4 separate regions of the Zea mays genome follow, and regions 1, 3 and 4 are each linked to region 2. A link is a contact called in public Hi-C data. All regions are on one chromosome and are shown on one strand. Each heading gives the region's core, a stretch centred on a gene start, on an enhancer-like site or on the middle of the called end of the contact. The rest is flanking DNA. Distances are from core to core; before and after follow the strand shown. Region 1 holds the start of LOC103643361 (replication protein A 70 kDa DNA-binding subunit B). Region 2 holds the start of LOC100191316 (Mitochondrial arginine transporter BAC1). Region 3 holds the start of LOC100192470. Region 4 holds the start of LOC100192592 (DNA excision repair protein ERCC-1).

Region 1 (3,377 bases), core at 81-2,580, 170 kb after region 2:
CTTGTTTATTGGAGTGTTGCATTGCTTAGTTACTAACTTTATTTGACAGCGTGATGTACATCTTTGTCTGCTTCCACTTGATGGACAAACGGCACCAAATCTGGAGAAGTCATATCTGTGTTGCGGCCCAACTCTGTCCATCAAACAACTTTGTCAGGTCAGTACTTGTTGAAACACTTGTGTCCATCGTCAGAAATCAGAACTTACAGACGAATGTCTCTGTGTAGTTTGTCGCCAGTCAGACATCTCACAAAGATGAAGAAGTTGAGATGTATGCGCTGAAGCCTTCTTGTAGCAAGCCTGTCAGCACTAATACATGCGGTCCTGACAAAGCAAGGCTCGCAGGGGAGGAACGCCTTTCAGACTTGCGCTCCTCGTTCACATTTCCTAATGGGGTTCTGGTGAGATCAAACACTTAGATTATCTGATTAGACCCGTTCACGTTTATTCTAAATGTTATACTCTTCATTTCAGGAGCTGGTGTATGCCATAAAAGTGGCTAACTAGATGCTGAGTGAAGGCCCATTAGTTCAAATGGAAGTGTTTTTTGTTTATACATATCTTCATCGTGATCCCTTGACGAAATGACAGGTTTGGGCTCTTGAATACAACTTGGAAGGAAAAAAAACGTTGGGGGAGACTAGTTGTTGTATAATTAGCTTGTGAGATGTGAGATAAATGTGCGTACGTTGTCAACGAATAGTTTCAGAAGAGTCAGATTGGCTTCCACAGTTCACCTCGCTGCAACCCAAAATCTGGTCTCCACTGCCGGCATTTGGGGGAATTTCTCGGTTGGGTGAAGGCTGAGTTATTTCCTCGAGTGGTCAAGTTGTTTTACTTCCACAGTTCACCAGTTTCAGCTTTTGTAATTCATCGGTTCATATTCTTCAGGCGGCAGCCAGTCCGTGCTGCGAACGACTTCCCAGATACATGTAACATAAATCTTATAAAAAATATATATGTAACAGAAATTACTTTTTTTGTCGTTTCTTTGTACGGCACAAGGACAGTCGTATTTAACCTTGAGCTGGTTATACCAGAGTGTTACTATTTTATTATATCTGTACTTATACAAACTACAAGGCAATGTATTCTTCCTTTGCGAATGTTGTTAGCAGGCAGTTTCTTCCACACAAAAAAGGTCGAGTCAACAATTTTAGAAAACAACGCCGCTACGCCCTTGAGAAACTCGCATTTTGCACTGTTTAAAACTGTGAGATGCTAGGCATTACTTCTAGTTAAAGGATACACGCTGGTGCTGCCCTGAGAGTGTTTCACGCGATCTCAGCGTCTTACGCACCGACGCGTGCGTGTGTGGTACCGTCTACACAGCGTTTCGTGCAGTTGGAGCCACGTCCACCACTGACCTGTCTACCTGTCTCCTCCACCGGCGACCCGTCTTCTCCCAGCGACCCGTCTTCTTCGCGTCTGCGACACGGGCTCCGACGGGAACGCGCCGGCGTCCGCGCTTGAGGACGGCTGTCGTGCCTGCGGGATAGGGGATCGCTTCGTCCACACGTGCCCCGACAGTCGTGCCGCGATATGGACGGCTCGGACCTGGGCCTCTGCGACACGGCCTCCCACGGCGACGCGCCGGCGTCCGCGCCTGAGGACGGCCGTCGTGCCTGCGAGAGAGGAGCTGGCTTCGTCCACGCCTGCCCCGGGAGTCGTGTCGCGACCTGGACGGCTCCGACCGGGTCTTCCACGAACGGCGCGGCGGCCGGATCTGCGACGGAGCGGCACGGGCCAAGGACGGCGGGGGCTTGCGGCCGGCGCTTCGCCGTTAGCCAGGTGAGTGCGCCGCCTCGCCTTCTCCAAAAGCGCACGCACCGGGGTACAACGCGTTGGCAACTGTAGATCTACGATTTTCGAAAATCGCCGTTAGCGAGGCCATTGCGCCGCTGTAAATCTCCTGTGGAGGTCGTCACGCGTCGCTGTGCTCCGGTGCCTCTGCCCATGACGTTAGGTGAGGGTTGTTCACCGTATTTTAAAATCCCACAAATATGGAGCCCCTTCGCTGTTCTTCCGTCCCGTCGCCTGTGCTTTATCAACAGTGCAGCCTCACTGTTCTCGTGTCCTTCACCATAGCGCCCATCCCGCAGCTTTCTGCTACATATATGGAGCCCCTACGCTGGTGTTTTCCTCTTTCCGTCGGCCTGGTACCCGGCGGAAGCGCCTTTCTCCTCGTCGACTCCGTCGTTCTCATCGTCCGTTCCTTTCTTCTGATGCTAATTTCTCTTGTGTTGGTTCTTGGTCGTCTCTTGATTGCGTCATGTGTGTTAGCTCATAGGAACTGTTGTTCTTGTAGATCTGCTACGTAGCAGCAGGGCAGACACGCGCAAGTCCTCAGGCTCTCCTCTCGGTCTCTTCTGCAGCTATTCGAGGTGAGCGGCTCCTTCCACCATCCCTCTCTTGGTTATGTTGATTTGGTGTCCATGGATACACTGTCTGCATTTTTAGATAGTTGTTGATTAGATGTCCTTATGTCCACCATCCCTCTTCTGCAGCGTTGATTAGATGTCCTTATGTCCCACATTAGTTTCTTGGAACTCTACTTTTTTGGGGACAAACAGAGTGGTGTCTTGATTCATTTTGTCCTGCACATTTTACAGCTACTTTCTCTTCTATTTGCATGCGTAGATAGTTGTTTCCCATTTCGCTTGATACAGACATGGATACAGGCATACAGTCCTCTCTTTGTTATTATGTTGATTTGGTGTCCATGGATAGGCTGTCTGCATTTTTTCAGAATAGGTGTGGTCATGTGGCACTTGCTTAGATGTTACTATGTCCCGCAACAGTTTCTTGGAACTATACTTTTTTGGGGAGAAACAGAGTGGTGTCGTGATTCATTTTGCCCTACACATTTTACAGCTACTTTGTCTTAGTACAGACTTACTTAGAATATGTTGTCTCCCTTCCCTAGCTTGAAGGAGTGCTTTCTCCATCACAGGTAGAGTTATCCCAACTACCTGCCACAGTGCAAGAACCAGACAGATTTAACCAATGTAGCAAAGCCTCCTAATAGCAAAAATGCATGACAAATACTTCCAAATCTATATCGTCATTACAACCTTAATGTCCATCTGAAATGCAGATATGCCACTTTCATTACCAGCAATCTGCAACAAGGGCTTACAGATAAGAAATCTGAGCTTTGAACAGAACAACATATACTGACCATGCTAATGCAGTTCCAAGTACCAAATTCAGAACAAAATACATGTCACACCTTCAAATCCATGTCACCAGAGGCATCTTCAGCTCCAGTAATATCAGAAAGTATAAGTGGGCTACCATCTCCACCAAATTCTTGTGTATCAAGGACCAGGCCCATTGCAATTCTAGCAACAGGAAACTTTATAGGAACCCCATCA
Region 2 (3,675 bases), core at 1,006-3,505:
TTGAAATAGACCCAACCTTTGTGGCCTCCTCAACGGGGACTAGGTTCTTTGGAACCGAACATCGGTAAAACAAATCACCGTGTCTACTCGCTTTGATTCTCGCTTGATTTGTTTTGCCCTCTTTCCTCTCTCTAACATTTCCTTGCTAGTATTAATTTGAATTTGCTCCCATATGTCATCTGCACTCTTTGAGCAACTCCTAGCAAGAGAAACAATCTTTCGGACTTGAATTTAATTCTAACGCTAACCCCGGTCCTAGTGTGTGTTTAAAGTTTATAAATTTTAGGTTTCGCTTATTCACCCCCCCTCTAGACGACTTTCAGCCATCAATCACCGAAAAGGGGGAGATTGAAAGGCCCCTTATGGGTTTTGGTGTTTTGGATGACAACACAGCTAAAGGTCTAATCAAGGTTGTTAAGTGTTGAGCAGGTACTTAGTAAAAAGCTTACAAGGCTCAACACATGAAGACCAGAGGAAGGAGTTGAAATAGACTCCAAGCCAGGTTGGCTAATTCCAACGTGGATGTAGGTGAGCATTTCAGGCTTGGTCGAACCACGAAAAACGTCTGTGTCTTTGTCCCTTGTTATGTTTCTTATTTGCTCTTCTCTGCTTATCTTTGGTATGACCTGTTTTTGAAGTGCAGGATCTTTTGAGATAAGACTACTATTCCGCAGCGATATACTCGACTTAATCTTATTCCACTGGAATCGACGCTTCGAGTAGAGTAAGAAAATTCTAGTTTTGGCTAATGTTCTTATTTGCCTATTCACCCCAAGGCGACATACATGTCCTTAGTACCGTCAAAGGATACTTCTACCCCTCCATGTTGGCGTCATTTGAAGACCCCCCTCGTCATTATCTTTCAAAGGAATTATTTGGGACTTAACGTACACGGTCGCACCGTAGACCACGTCTAAAAAGTCCCTATAGAAATTACGATTTATAGTCCCTCCTAACACCAAGACCTTCTAGCAAGGCCTCCAACACCTCCTCTTTGCCCTCTGAGGCGGTGCACCCTCGTGGATAACGAGGGGAACTAAGGAGATGTTGCCTAAGAAGTCCTCAAACTCTCCTAAGTATCTTCAGTATTTGAAGAGCCCCTTGAGCTAAAAAATTATAAATACTCCTTGGAGTCCAATGACGGACTCTGACAATCTAGCGACGTCACACAAACAACGACATCTAAAGGCCACAATGGTGCCAACGAAGTATTCACTTGTTGTCTTGCCTAAAAATACACATAATAAATATGCACGTGAAGGGCATCCAATAGACATAAGTCAAAAAACGTACTTGCTCTAGCTCCCCCAAGCGACCGCTCGCTTACAACGTTCGAGCCTAAGACCCCCCCCCCACACACACATGCGATCTGTTTTCAATGGGTTGGAGCTGGCGAGGCTAGGTTTGGTGTACACACTTCAATCTATAATGTAGCCGTTGGGCACAAGACAATCAAGGTGGTCACAACCTTCGTAGGCTAGCGTACCAAAACTACCCTAGTACACCACGAGAGCAGCAATGGTCACCAGGCCCTTGATGACGTCAAGAAGGTGTCCAATTCTACCCGCAACTAGGTGTCCGAAGAGGTCATCACCTTCAAGGTCCAGAGGCACAACATGTCGAGTCCGAAGACCCAAATGACACATTGTCATCCCTAGTTTTGAGAGTTCGAAGATCTAAATGACACAACATTTTAAGTACAAAACAAACTCACATTTAAACCCGCACACTATAGGATCCCGCAGGCACGCGGGTAAAATGTGACCGTAGGTAAAATATGCCATTTGCTATCTCTAATTTTGAGAATTTAAAGATATAAGACTACAAGTAACACAATATGCTAAATTCTAGGACCGTATTTTACTTTTTAAGGGTATATATAGTGGAGGGACACTAAAATTGTTCTCCAAGCACAAGAGACAACTAAGAGACTCTATTATATAATAGAATGTCTATAAATGTAGTTTATTAATAAATATAGAAGTAAATGTGTTTGTACAACATCAGATCGATAGAACAAACGACGAATTCATATAGAATGAAGTGAGACGTATGTTGCTGCTTGGGTTACCATCAAAAGCCATCTCTTCGTGAAGAGTCGGTGCCACGATTTTTTTGCAATTAAACAACTTAAGAGACTTTACGTTAAACATCACTATACATGCCCTAATTACAATTGCAACAGTATCATCCGATTGAATCTACTTTTTAAGCAGTAGAGGACAGAACAGAACAGGACCCGGCCCTTCCTCGTTCCTTCGTTTCTCCTCCCCGCATTTGCTGGTCGCTGTCATACGACGGCGCCGGAATTCCGGTGGGACAGGGCCATCCTCTCCGCTTGTCCCCCAGTTCTGCATTTCCCTCTTCGCAGACATTCGAGTTGGGCCTGCCGCCAGTTCTTCAGATGGCCGGAGCGGGCGACGCGGCCAAGGAGTACGTCGCCGGATCCGCCGCCGGCGTCGCTCAGGTCGTAGTCGGCCACCCGTTCGACACGGTCAAGGTATATTTCTCTCTCCTCTTCGATATTGGCTTCTTATGCTCCGCTCTCCCGCAATTTTTATCTGCGTTCTTGGTTGGTCTTGTTTCAGGCTTTCAGCCATGTTAGGTCCAAACGACGAGGTTTAATCAGCACATAGATATCCTACACTGCCTTTTTTGGAGTTCCTTTCAATTGAAATCAGAAGACCAACAGTAGGTTACAACGCAGAGTAGAAGTCCAACAGCCCCAGCCCCCGCCGGAACAGGGTACCATTCACCTTAGGGCATGTACAGTGGAGAAACACCAAAACGGTTCTCCAAGCACAGGAGACAACTAAGAGACTCTATTGTACAATGGAGTGTCTATAAACGTAGTCTATTAATAAATACAGAATTAAATGTATTTGTATAGCATCAGATCGATATAACAGACGACAAATTCGTATAGTGGGAAGTGAGGCGTCTGTTGCTACTTGGTTTACGAGCCAGAGGCGTCTCTTCACGGAGAGACGGCTCTAAGATTTTTTTGCAAATAACCCCCTTAAACACCTTAAGAGACTCCACATTAAACACCACTGTACATGCCCTTACAGCAACCAGACACTGAAACAGAAAACCGAGCCTTCGGCATCAAAACCATAAGACCGACCACGCTGTAAAGACCTACAGACTCGACCTGCGAGGGGTAAGACAGCCCCCGGGCATTGAATTAAGAAGAAGACCTTCTCACACAGGTCGAGAAAACCCCCGAACCCCTGCCCCACCCATACACAGCGGCATCAAAGCCCATGTGAGAACGACCACGACCGGGGCTGAGCCTTAGACCTGTGCTTTGGCATGGGACAGACGAGGGGATTTTTTTAACCACAGCCTGAAATTCGCTCCCACGGGGAGTCGAACCCAGGACCTGAGGAGTGCTACTCAGACCACCTAACCAACTCAGCTAGAGGTCCTTTCGCTAAAGACCTACAGACCAACCAAGCAAACTACTACACGAACTCCAACGAGGCGTTCAAAGATCTCCACCAGGTTGCCGAAACCTTCTCTTGCTCAGTCAACAAAGCATCAGAGGTCTTGCTCCAACTAGCATCATCTTCAGTGTCTCCCCTGTGAATTTTTAGACAGTGCTATGGGTTACATTGGGTAACCACAGAACCATCCTTGTCGATGCCTTGATCTTGCTCATATAAACCTTCA
Region 3 (3,661 bases), core at 167-2,666, 140 kb before region 2:
CGGGTCCCGGTTCGCCGGCTCGCCGCCGTGTCGCGCTGCAGAGAAAAAAAAGACCCCGTCAAAATCACCGAAAAAATCTTGCGCGCATGTCGCTATGCTCCGCTCTCCGATTTTTTATTACATTTCAGCTCCTTTTCTTATTTTTTTTACATTTAGATCTCTGGACGATTTAATATCGTTTTTGATCTTTTAATTGACGTCATAACTCACAACGTTGAAGTAACACGTCTTGACGCCATGATCTATGACGCCGAGTGAAGGATACGCAGGACTCTAGACGTTGAGGTGGTGCATACGTGGCTGAGTTAGTGCGTACGTGGTCGAGCTTGACGTAGCTTGACGTCGTGACCTATGGCGCCGAGATCGCTGCCAAATAAAGCTTATGTTCTTTTTCGTCCTTTTGCTTTCAGTTACGTACATTATTTTGGTTGATTTTATTTTATTTTGGTCCGATTTATTTTTCCTATACTGCACTAACATTTTGTTGATATAAAAGACCATATTTGTAAGAAAAAAGAAAATACATTTTAAACAACGACATATACTAGTAGTTGCGGAGGTATCATACGTGTGCGCACTAGGATGCATGTGCTAACAAAAAGGAACGACAAGGAGTGTAAGTTAGTTTCAATACAGGGGCAAATTTAGAGAGGTTCACGGGATCAGCGGATCCCGAGGAATTTTATAAATCCTAGCAAAACACTGTTAAAGTTTATAAAAATTTGTATAATATAGTAAAGTCGTTTTTATGACCTCTACAATATTTTTAGCTAGATTTGTTACTGTTTGAATAGATTTCGTTATTAAGCAGAGCTCCCGAGTTCCAACCGAGTCAATGCCGCTCATATGGCAGCGAGTTTGTACGTGACCGCTCAACATCAGAGTCTGACACATCTGGTACCTCGACGCTATAGACTATAGCGTCGAGTAAGACTAGCTCTAATAGACCATGTAAATGGCCAACCAAAGCTAATTTGTCTCTTCATGTTATGCTACACGTTTCCAAAAGGGGAGCCATCCTAGCCAGGCAAAATGATATTAAGGAGAGAGAAAAGCGAATTTAGATGGTGCGATGGAAACCAGACATTTTTTCTTGTGCCTCTGATATCTGGTCCCATGTTTGTCTCTTATCATTCACTACTCTCCATTCAGCTATTTTACCTTCTTTGTTGGAAACAAGAGGACATGTATTTCTTCATACACAGGGTAAAAAACTTTTTGCCTGCCCATTTTACCTGTCGGCTGTTGGAGCCAGCCTAAATGGTAAAAACGACATTAAATAATATATAATCTAAATGTGATTTTTTTTAAGAAAAGGACTAAAATAAAAAAAAATCGGCTCCGCTCCGCACCAGCCGCGCATGTTGACTTCAGCGAACGCTGCATTTTTCACCGCTATGCTTCAGTTTGAGCCCCCTTGCCCCTTCTTTGCTTGGGCAGGCAAGCCAGAGCCAGCCGCGTGAAAGACACCGAGCGCAGACAGGTTGGAGTTGGACATAACCTCTCCCTCTCCTCGGCGCCTCAGCCGGGCATGGCGTGCGGCGGCAGGGGCGGCACGGGGTGGTCCTCTCTGCCGGCGGACCTGCTGCTCAGCATATTCGCCCTCCTCCCTGCCGACGCTCACCGCGTCCGTTTCCGCGCCGTCTGCGCGGACTGGGGCGCCGCCGCCGCCGCGTGGCGCCCGCGCCCTTGGCTCGTCGGCTCCCGCACCGACCGCTCCGGCCAGGGCGCCAGCGAAATTTCGTCATTCTGGCTCGCCCCCAGCGTCGCCCTCCTGCCCTTCGCCGCGAACGTGCCATCGGGGCTGGAGTACCTCTCCTCGTCCCACGGCTACCTCGCGCTCTCGGACCCGAGGATCAGCCCCAAGGTCATCCTCCTCCTCAACCCCTTGACAGGCAGGCGCGTCCGCCTCCCGCCCATCGGCTTCTTCAAGAAGTGGCTCGACTTGACCACCATCGTGCTGTCGGGCGACCCCGCCACGGCCACCGAGTGGGCCGCGGTGGCCGTCGGGTTCCCGACGACCTGCCTCGCGTACTACAGCTCCGTCACTGGGGCGTGGACGCGGCTCGATTTCAGCGTGACCGGCTACGCCGCTGTCGAGCACTACAGGGGGCGGTTCTATGTGGCCTTCAAGTCCTCGATCTGCATCTGCGAGGTCGACGGGGACGCGCCCGCGGTCATCCCACTCGAGCACGTCGACGCGAACGGCGACGCCGTCGTCTCGGACAACGACAAGCTCCCTGGCGAAGGGAGGCGCGTCGTCGAGACGCACCTGGTGGAGTGTGACCGCCAGCTGCTCCTCGTCTCGGTGCACGACGACGTCATGTACAACTCGGACGACGACATGGCGGGCGTGGACGACGGGGGCATCAAGATCGGCAGCGGGTTCGCGCGTGCGGTGGAGGTGCACAGGGTGGATTGGCTCGGGGATAGGACGGTGCGGCTGGTGCGCGTGGTGGACCTCGGATGGAACAGTCTGTTCCTGGGGCGGAATCGCGCGTTCGCGCTCTCGCGGGCGGAGTTCCCCTGGTACCGCGCTCGCGTCAATCGCATCTACCTCGTCGACCGTGGCCACCCGGACGGGGTCGTCAGGGTGTTGGGCATGGAAAGACAGCGGGGGCGCCACCTGGAGATCTTGACCATCAAACCTGACGACGGCCGGCGAGAATCGGCCGGGTGGGCGCGCCGTGGATGGTTCTTCCCCAACTACTAGCCACTGTGGTCATTTTGTCTCTATGGGTGTTTTTTTCATAGCCGCCTAAGCCTGGATAGCTAAACCGTGGTTTCGGCAATGCAAGTTACACTTGTTTGATTGCATTAGCTAGGAAGTATTTGTTCCAAGTTTCTTCCTTCTTTGTAAGTCATCAACACATCCTTAAAATCAACATCCGAAGTATAGTGTTCTTTCATGGTTTTCAAGCCAAAAAAATTGAAATCAAGTTGTGAAAGCATGATGCAACATTTTGTCGGTGTTTCGAGTGATGCATGTTTTAGGTCCGGATAGTATGCAAGTAGGATGCAATGATTATACTGGTTCGGATGGAATGTCCATACTTAAGTCCGCCGTGGTGGCCGTGTTGTCTTGCGTTATGTTCCCTTTTCCCTCTTCGGCTACCAGCCCTCCCTTTTATAGCTTAAGGGTAGGTTTGCTTACATTTGTTCCTCCCTAGAGGAGAGAATGGAAAAAGATAAGTAAAATTCATGAAAAGGCTTAAAGTGCTTCACTTCGGTCAATAACATCTTCTCATGTTGTTCATTGATCTCGTAATCTTGTACTTGTTGACTTATCCTGGTCAAGGCATGACGTGTGTGCGAGCGCGGTGATCTGTATCGTTGAATGTCTTTGGTTCTGATGGGGGACCATGCCAGGGTTAGTAAAACAGAGTTGCCCATAGTGATGGTGCATGTCTCTGGAGTGGGCTCATACGATGTAGACTACATTCGTACCCTAGTCTCGCCGATCTCTCATACCTCACAGATCGTCCGTAGCGTCTTTATCGTTTTCGTACAAGGGATGTGGGGTCTACATTTGATTTAGACGTAATCAATATGAGAGTTAGACGAAATGAGGACAACCCCATTCCACGCCACATCGTGATGACTGTTGCGGTAGTGGTGTCAAGGTATGGAGAGGTCAAATCTCACACGATTGTCCCTCGGG
Region 4 (3,166 bases), core at 297-2,796, 250 kb before region 2:
TTGGGAAAGCAGGTATGTTGGTTAAGTGACTGAAACTTACAACATCAACATGGCACAAGATGACACGCAGCCTGAAATTCTTCTGCAGCTCTCTTATCCGATAGTACAAGTAGTCTGGATGTAGAAGATGGTACCTGATACTGCATCCATAACAACAGAAACTGAACGGTAAAAACCACAGTACAACAGAACCACAACAAACACACTCTGTGGCACCATTTGCCCTAATACTAATCAACATTGATAATTGCTACAGCACAGTACAGCTCAGAGAAGTAAAACCAGATAGTTTTTGCTCACAACAAAAGAATACCTCATGACACTGTCTAATAATATACAGGCATGAAAATGATGTCTCCTGGTAGATTTCACATTCAACTAATCTACACAAGTCCAATTCAGGATTTCTAAAGACTATCACTGAAGACACGATAAGCCCAATAGTTCTCTAAACAACTCTGTAAATCTTAACTTTAAGAAGTAAATAGAAAAACGCTTCTCCAATAGTTCTTCAAATGGACTTGCTAAATTAGTTACTTGTTATCCAACCTCATTTACTCTCCAGATTTGGCAACTCCATAGCAACTCCCTAAATGTAGTTGTCTTCAATTTCTTTACAACTACGTGTTCATTTTTTTTATTTCCCGCATAGCGAGGTAGCCAAGTCTAGCGTGGTCTTTTTTTCATTTTCCGTGTAGCGAGACCGCCAGGTTTGACGTGCGTGACACAACTATTGTCTAAATATGAGGAATTGTTGGAGACCAAGCTATTTTTTTTACTCCCAATAACTATTTAGCAATTTGTTAAACATAGGTTTAGGAAGCTTTTTTCTAAAGAACTATTGGAGTTGCTCTAACCTTAAGTACAAGGCACATGACGATTGCCCAAGCACATAGTCCGGCACGACATCGGCGAACGTCCATCTAGCATTCCTAATGTGCTTCAGCAGAGGGTTTCCTCTCTGTCGAACAAGAATGAATAAAAAAGACACGAAATTTGCTTTAGAACAAGGGGACAAGAACCTCAAAGAGGTCAAAAGTGTCATGGTGCCACAAACCACGCCCCAGTACCTGCCTATGACTGACGAGAATGGAGTTCTTGCTTTGGGGAGTCGGCGCTGAGGGGCTAGCTTGAGTCGGCCTGCGCCAGCAAACCTGGCACGTCAGAGTCGAGGCCGGCGTCGCAGGTACTGAGAAGAGGGAGAGAGGGAGGACAGTATAGGTACCTCGGGGTGGTGGTGGGCTGGGGAGGCGGCGGCGGCGGAGGTGAGTAGAACTCGGAGGACTTGAGGAAAGAAAAAGCCTGCGAGAATGATCCCGAGGACGACGACGAGGATGAAGCGGCGGCGGCGGCGGAGGTGGCTACAGGAGGGTTGTAGGATGGCGGCTTCGAGGAAGAGGTGGAGGCGCCGGTGCCGAAGACCTCCTGATAGGACGGGATCTTGATGAGGTTCTTACCGGGCTGCGACTCCGGCGGCGCCTGCTGCTCTCTTCCCCCGTCCATGGCAGCGCGGGAGACCCAGAGGCGTGGCCGTATGGGGGACGGACGGACGCGGAGTCAGTGGCGACACGCTGCACCTGCACGGAACCCATGGGGGCCGCCGGGCCTGTCTGCCCGGAGATGTGCGAGTAGCAGTTGCGGAGGGGATGCCATGTTTGGGCCAAATCCATGGGCCTGATTTGGACCAAGAGGCCGTTTCGTAGAGATTCACCGTCGGCTTGAGAAACTGTTTTACTCGCTTTTGTACCAAACAGCTCACAAGCAGGGAATAATTTCTCGGACGAATTTTAACGAAATTCGGAAAATTTTCTCGTTCTCAGTGCTGATCGGGATTCAAATTTCTAAGAATTTCGTTTAAAGTTTTGAAAAATATAAAAATCATAAAAATATGATAAAAACTAGATGTTTTTCTAAGTATTTTGATATATCTCATATTGCAAAAAACACATCAGATCGTAAACTCATTGGCAGTTTGGCACAGAGATGGAAATTTAACTCTTAAAACCCCAAACACTACGACTGCGAGTATAGATAAAGATTTTGACCTACGAATGCACTCGGACCCGACCCGAAGTTTCGTAAGTGTGGGTGTAGATTTTTATTTGAACACGTGAGTGACCTACCTCTGACCCAAAATTTGGTTTATTTTTATTTTGCGCAAAAATGATTAAGATACAATAGTACTTATTTTAAATAAATAACTTGACCAATGATTCATGGAATATTTTGTTGTTGTTCAACGTGAGAAGACTTAAAATCCCTAGATATAACTCAATTATTGTTGACACTTAATTGTTTATTGTTGAATTATCATTTAAAAGTGTACAATGAGTAAAAAACTCGCGAGTAACCCAACATGTTCAGGTGAGGGTTTGGAATGACACCCATGGTGCGATTGCAGACGAGTTTAGGTAAACTTCTTGGGTGTGATCGCTGAAGGGTTTTTAATCCATCCGACTCAAATCTGACCCGTTACCATTTCTAATTAGCAGATCCGTTAACTCATTTACATCACCCAACCCATCCTCTTGTCATCACAAGCCGCTCTACTCATTCCCCTTTGCTCCCAAACCATGTCCAGTCAGGGGCGGACCCAGGCCCATGGCCGCCTGGGCCACGGCCCGGGGCGCAGGTCCAAAACATTTTTAGAAGAGCTCGTGTTCGAGTCTAGCTGGACTGTGCTGAAGAGCTGCAAACTTACATCTGTTGTCGCGCCGTCTCTGCCGGTCTGTCCTCTGTCCTCTCGCCTCACTGAGTCATAGTTATATGTATGTATATCCATCCGACACAGTGCAAGCTTCACAAGCACAGGATAACAAACATGCACAAGAGCAGGCTACGACCACCTACATTTGTCCTGCAGATTTATATATTAGGCTAGTAGCAAGACCTCGGGCAGCACATGCTAGGCTCCTGCTAGTCTAGAGAGATGGAGGGAGGGAGAGACTAGAGAGCAAACCATCGAGCTAGGAGAAGCAAAAACAATTCCCAAGCTAGCAAATGATTCTAAACCGAAGAGGCAAAAAAAATTACAAGCCATAGGGCTTAGAAACTACTACCTCCATTTTCTTTTATTTGACGCATGATAGTTTAATTTTACACTAGCAAACGTCAAATAAAAAAGATCTGAGGGAGTACGAAACAAGATATTCCATACAGCCATCTA

The links. A called contact is a pair of places that touch in the nucleus more often than the background predicts.
Region 1: a Hi-C map of ear shows a contact between it and region 2, with 2.3 times the contacts expected there. The contact joins the promoter of LOC103643361 here to the promoter of LOC100191316 in region 2. A contact is called at or near these places in 3 of 25 Hi-C or Micro-C datasets (ear, root tip and tassel).
Region 3: a contact with region 2 is called in a Hi-C map of endosperm, with 2.7 times the contacts expected there. The contact joins the promoter of LOC100192470 here to the promoter of LOC100191316 in region 2. A contact is called at or near these places in 7 of 25 Hi-C or Micro-C datasets (bundle sheath, ear, endosperm and 2 more).
Region 4: a contact with region 2 is called in a Hi-C map of leaf mesophyll, with 4 times the contacts expected there. The contact joins the promoter of LOC100192592 here to the promoter of LOC100191316 in region 2. A contact is called at or near these places in 2 of 25 Hi-C or Micro-C datasets (leaf mesophyll and tassel).

What each region holds. Positions count from the first base shown.
Region 1 is chr1:227,906,337-227,909,713 of Zm-B73-REFERENCE-NAM-5.0, reverse strand. LOC103643361 (replication protein A 70 kDa DNA-binding subunit B) reads left to right here and starts at 1,330. Exons shown (of 17, transcript XM_020546721.3): 1 at 1,330-1,791; 2 at 2,309-2,384. It overlaps LOC103645322 (putative E3 ubiquitin-protein ligase RING1a), which reads left to right. Exons shown (of 12, transcript XM_008668396.2): 10 at 50-157; 11 at 228-401; 12 at 475-1,106. The coding sequence ends at 507. It overlaps LOC103643360 (probable polyribonucleotide nucleotidyltransferase 1, chloroplastic), which reads right to left. Exons shown (of 3, transcript XM_020546723.1): 1 at 3,233-3,377; 2 at 3,075-3,122; 3 at 2,835-2,972. The coding sequence ends at 2,850.
Region 2 is chr1:228,078,419-228,082,093 of Zm-B73-REFERENCE-NAM-5.0, reverse strand. LOC100191316 (Mitochondrial arginine transporter BAC1) reads left to right here and starts at 2,255. Exons shown (of 8, transcript NM_001279970.1): 1 at 2,255-2,500.
Region 3 is chr1:228,221,008-228,224,668 of Zm-B73-REFERENCE-NAM-5.0, reverse strand. It overlaps LOC100192470, which reads left to right and starts at 1,416. Exons shown (of 1, transcript NM_001137690.2): 1 at 1,416-2,960. The coding sequence starts at 1,532. The coding sequence ends at 2,713.
Region 4 is chr1:228,323,654-228,326,819 of Zm-B73-REFERENCE-NAM-5.0, reverse strand. LOC100192592 (DNA excision repair protein ERCC-1) reads right to left here and starts at 1,546. Exons shown (of 9, transcript NM_001137807.1): 1 at 1,226-1,546; 2 at 1,071-1,140; 3 at 858-961; 4 at 41-140. The coding sequence starts at 1,503.